Regions from separate parts of the Zea mays genome. Here region 1 is linked to region 2. A link is a contact called in public Hi-C data. All regions are on one chromosome and are shown on one strand. The core of a region is the stretch at or near the end of the contact, and the rest is flanking DNA. Distances in the headings are between cores, read along the strand shown. Region 1 holds the start of LOC100191609. Region 2 holds the start of LOC100279928.

Region 1 (2,700 bases), core at 75-2,574, 160 kb before region 2:
TTTTTTAAACAGACTTGGATGAAGAAAACTATCAAAATGAAAGTTGTAGATCTTAAAAAGTTATGCAACTTTACAGTTGACAACATTTTCAATTGAATTCATTTAGTGCCTCGAAAAAGTAATATGGACACATGTGATATAGTGGTGTGGTAGAGGAGGTTATGAGCAAGAGATAGGTTGCAAGTTCGAATCTTACCGTTCACAAAAAAATGTATATTTGATAAAATAGTGAAATGATATGGTGATTGGTAGGGCAATGGCGGTCGTTGGGGGTTGTTCCCTAATTTAAAAATTGTTTTGTTGTTTTTTAGGTTTTTTGCGGTTTTAAATTTGCCGAGTGTTTTTCGACACTCAGAAAAGTCTTTGACGAATGTCCAAAAACAGTTATCAGCAAAAAATCACTTACCGATAAAATATTTATCAAATATTATTTACAGAATGTAACACGTACTCCGCAAAGTGTTTTGCCGAGTGCAAAAGGACCTTTGCCGGCAAAGAAGCGGTAGTGTGTATAGCCCGTAACCTTACACCTCGGTCTGGCACAACAAACTTGTTCACGCAATTTCATGATCTTTTTTTGTCAATTTGGTTTTACTTGTGTCACAACTCACAGCCATACATGGAATACATACGGTGGATGCAGAGCATCGATGGATTAATGGGGATTGGGACTAGGAGTACAATTTATTTACGTACGAGATTAGCTAGGTTGTCACCTGCAGGTTATTATTAGAATTTGCAATTGTACCCATGAACCAACGCGTGGCGTCCACCAATCCGGACTCGCATCGCATCCACACATTCCACGTACGAGCAGGTGCCTGCTGCTCATGCGCGGCAGGATGGGCGCCTGAGCTGGGCCCAGCCGGCGCCGGCGCCGTCGCCCCCGCCCACGACGACCTCCTCTTCCTCCTCCTCGTAGGTCTCCTCGTGGGTCTGGTACTGGAAGCGGCGCCCGCCGCCGCCGCTGCCGTGACCATGGTGGCGGCCGGCGCCGTACGCGTACGTCTCCTCCTCGCAGTTGGTTTCCTCGTAGGTTTCCTCGTAGGCCTCGTAGCGGTGGTGGTTCGCGTTGTTAGCAGCGTTCATGGGATAGTTGTCGAAGCAGCGGCGGTTACCCCCGTCCAGCTCCTTGAACGACGACTCCTTGTGGACAACGTGGTGCTGCTGCACGGCGCCGCCGGCATGGCAGGGTTTCTGGGCGACCTTGGTGGTGACGTGTTCGCCGGAGTGGGTGCGGTGGTAGTTCGCGGTGGGGTGCGGTTGGCCGTAGCCATTGCTGGGGCACCTGAACATCGTTGCTCGCGCGGTGGGCTGTGGCTATGGCTCGGCGCTGCATGGATCTACTTCAATGAAGTGGCATTTTATAGGCGTGCTAGCGGCTAGCGCCGATCGATTGGGCTGCAGCACATCACAGGATATGGTTGCATCATTGCATGCAGCATTTGTTCTGGGCTGGTAATGGTAGGGTAAGGCACGCATTGGGGCAGGCGACCTCCATGGATTTATTCTTCAGGTCCATCACTCAAGTGTTGGTCTAGGCATCTCCGACGATCCTGTTCGGTCCATTAGTCCATAAATGATTAAATAAAACACAGCAAAGATCATATTCGCGCGCCACATTTGACGGTCCATTCGCCCCAGTACAGAAATACAGATTGGTTTTTCACCAGTCACATACAGCTTGATCGCCCAGCAGAGCTCGCTCGGCAGCTGCATGCGCCGACCACACCCACCGCGCGGCCGTGCCACCCGGAGCTCGCACGTACGCCCTCGCTCGTCAAGACGCCGCTGGGTCACGCTGTTCCCGGCTTCCCGCTCGGTGGCGCCGCCGCCGCTCCGTGGCCCGCTCGCTGCTACGCGGCCCTCGCTCGGAGCTCGCATAGCTGCTGCACGGCTGCATCACCGCCCAGCCATACGCCCATACTGAGGGTTGGGTGATAGGGTGAGGGAGGTGCGCTAGTGGGCCTTTGGTGGGCTTTGTTTGGGAAGGGGTAGCGAGAGGTGGGCTGCTGATTCGGGAACCGAAACCAAAAACTGGAAAAACTGATATTTCGGTTCGAATTGGTTCGTTTTTTCGGCTATGCGTGTCCATCTGTCCATAAGTCGGTAAATCTCTACTACTCTATAAGAACCTAATGTAGACCACACCGTGCACCATGGTTCTGCCTTCCATAGATCTGCACCGTTTGTTCGCCTTTGTTGAATCTGCACCGTACGTCCATGACTCCGTGTCCGCCCACGCCTGCGTGTGTCGCCCCGTGCCTTCCGCTCCACGCGAGCAACCCTCCCACTCGGTCTTCCATCCACCGTCTAGCCTCCCGCCGGCCCCTAGCTCACCGCGGTCCTCACTCCGTCGCCCACCCCTCTCCCGTCGCCGCCGTCGTTCCTCCATCCGCGGTCCCTCTCACATCTCCTGCAACGCCCAGCCCCAATCCCCCACCCACAGGAGCCCACCTTCCCGTCCGCTTACCTATCCGCCCTAGGCCCCAACCCATCTGAATCCACTCCGCGTTGGCGTGTATTGGCGATTCGACGGAGGGGGCGATGGAGGTGTGTGACCTGCGCAAGGTGTGGGAGGTCCATGAGCTCAAGACCAAGCTCGACGCGGCCGCCGCCCAGGCTACCCTCGATCGCGTCGCCAGTCAGGTCCAGCCCATCATGCGCCGCCATAAGTGAAGCGTCAAGGTCCTCTCAGCG
Region 2 (2,700 bases), core at 160-2,659:
GGATAAATCCCTGCCGGGGATCTCCGCCCTCACTTACATTTTAATTAGAATGTACTTTATTTGTTATTAATGCACAATATTGTCACTTATACACATTGTTAGATGTAATAAATCCTTATATGTACGTTAAAATGAACATATATGTACAATAAGTGATCTCGTGACAAGGTAATTATTTTTTATTAAATATTATACGAAAATATCGTCACATGCAAGTTTACCTGTTCCTCGCGGAGACCGGGGTGAGGAATGCTTCTCCGTCCCCATCACCCGTTTACCCGCTAGAGGAAGAATTTTTTTTGTTTATATTTTCGTGGGAGAAGAAACTTCTCCATACTCATCCTCTAATTCCCAACGGGTGATATTATGGGATTGAAGCCCCATTGCCATTGCCATCTGTATTCACGGTTCACGAACGTGCTCATGCTCAATCACTCATGGTCTCACGAACTCTAGCCAGCACCCAACGCCCGCAGCCTCCCGAGCCGCCGGTCACTGCCCACCCGCGGCTCACCATCAGTTGGCTACCTCGTAGCCTTTGTCGCCCTGCGCCCCTATAGTCGTCGCCTGTTGAGCCTTTAGGCTATCCGTAACGATTACCTCTAAATTTTTCCCCCTATATCACTTTTCCCCCCTATTTCCTCCCTATTTTTTCATCTCCCGCAGCGGTTCCCCCTAAATACTCCCCCTATACCCCACTACAACTATAAAATATCATTTTCTATATCAACTATCAATTTTTTATCTACTAACAATTATTCATGGGCCCACAACACAGTGTTTAGGGAGATGAACAGTGACATACTATATCCGGGGGGAGAGAGAAGGGGACCGACGCGTACAGGGCGCTGTAGGGGTACCGCTGCGGCAGTAGAGTGCCCCCTACAGCCGACATGCAAGGGGAGGGGGTTGCCATGGGGCACCGTTGCAGTTAGCCTTACCGCGCGACACAATTTCTTTAGCAAACGTCACCAAATAGTACTTGTTGAGCCAAGATAAATGTTTTGGAAAGGTCATAGCAAAAAAATGTTTTTGTTCTGGTGTTGCAAAATATTGCTTGCTTTATGCAATGAATTGAAATGTTTTTTATATTATTGTTCTGGTGTTATTGTAAACTGCAATGTTATATGTAAACTGGTGTTAATGTTCCGGTGTTACAAAATGTTGTGTTGTGTTCTGTAAGGTCAATTTGTTCGGTTAAACCAAAAATCAAACCAAAGTTTTCGGTTAACTAGAGTGTTGGTTTCCTCTTTTTCAAACAGATTTTCGATTTTCATTTTTAAAACAAAACTTCAAAAAAACGAACCAAAAAAGTTCGGTTAACCACCTGCCGTCTCGAGCCGTTCCCGCTCCGGACAAGCGGACACACCATCGGCGGTGCTGCGAGCCTGCGACTGCTCCCGCTCCACAATTTCAACCTCCAGATCTGGCCACTCCCACTCTCACACGCCCAGTCTTCTCAATCCTCACATCCTATTGGCCACGGCAACTGCCATCGCCATGGCCGGGAGGCGTCCGGCACCGGCGGCCCTCCTCCTCCTCGCCGTAGCCTTCGCTCCCATCTCCTCCGCCGTTCGCCCAGTCTCCGATGCGCACAGATCCGCTGCCGAGGAGCTCTTCGCCCCCTCCGCCGACGGATCCTTTGGCGAGTAAGTGCACTACCAACTCTCGAGCGCCTTACGTCTTCCCGATCTCGGCCACCCCGCCTCGCGGACACAGTAGACATCCCAGCTGGGCGCACATCGATCTGCCTGATTGAAATTCATGCTTATGTGTGCTTACCTGGTGGTTTTGATCTGCGTGTACTGTGCAGTTTGGAGAGTACGTATGAGGCAGTGAAAACATTCCAGATACTCGGGCTGGAGAAATATAATAGTTTATCTGGGAAGGCGTGCAAGTTTGCCGCGGAGAACCTGGCTTCCACCGATTCCACCGCGAAAGATCTGTTCCACGCAGTCCGGATCAGTGGCGCGCTGGGATGTGGCGTTGATGCCGGCGTGTATGATGTGCGTGTTGGTTTTAGAGATCTCGATGTTGCTACCTGTATTGTGATGTTTGATGGGGTTTTGGTATTGTTCTGTTTTGGCAGGGTGTTGTGGCGAGACTCAAGGCAGTGATTAAGGATACCAATTCCCTGTTGGAATTCTACTATTCTGTGGGAGGTTTGCTTAGCATTAAGGTCACTCCCTGACCCTCCAATGCATTTTACTTTGATACTTCTCTGTTACTCATGACTACTCCTGTGTACTTGAATTTTATGTGGTAATTGATATTTTTATCTGTTTTCCATTTCCTTTTGCAGGAACAAGGCCATAATGTTGTTCTGCCTGATGCAGAAAGTACATTTCATGCCATTAAGGTGATCACAATTTGATACAGCAGTCGATTTTTCCATATCTAGTTTTTGCAATGTGTGTTTTCCTCTTCAATTCAGTGTTGTCTTATATATTTGCCATTGTTACTGTAGGCACTTAGCCAAAGTGACGGGAGATGGCGTTATGGCACTAACAGCGCTGAATCTAGCACATTTGCTGCTGGTAAGTGTTCTTGGTGAATGATGACCTCTGTTGGAATAAATAGATTATTACTTGTAGACTGGTAATATGACACAACAAAAAAGCCTAGATGCAAAAAGTCATGATAGGCTAGAGATGCAACCCAACATGAGCCACCAGTAAATAAGGAAAAATATGTTATATA

The links. Hi-C and Micro-C count contacts between places; a contact is called where the count stands out from the background.
Region 1: a Hi-C map of ear shows a contact between it and region 2, with 2.2 times the contacts expected there. The contact joins the promoter of LOC100191609 here to the promoter of LOC100279928 in region 2. A contact is called at or near these places in 2 of 25 Hi-C or Micro-C datasets (bundle sheath and ear).

Annotation. Positions count from the first base shown.
Region 1 is chr8:169,322,393-169,325,092 of Zm-B73-REFERENCE-NAM-5.0, reverse strand. LOC100191609 reads right to left here and starts at 1,324. Exons shown (of 1, transcript NM_001137038.1): 1 at 556-1,324. The coding sequence starts at 1,296. The coding sequence ends at 829.
Region 2 is chr8:169,164,656-169,167,355 of Zm-B73-REFERENCE-NAM-5.0, reverse strand. LOC100279928 reads left to right here and starts at 1,409. Exons shown (of 19, transcript NM_001152878.1): 1 at 1,409-1,649; 2 at 1,814-2,006; 3 at 2,090-2,179; 4 at 2,303-2,359; 5 at 2,468-2,537. The coding sequence starts at 1,501.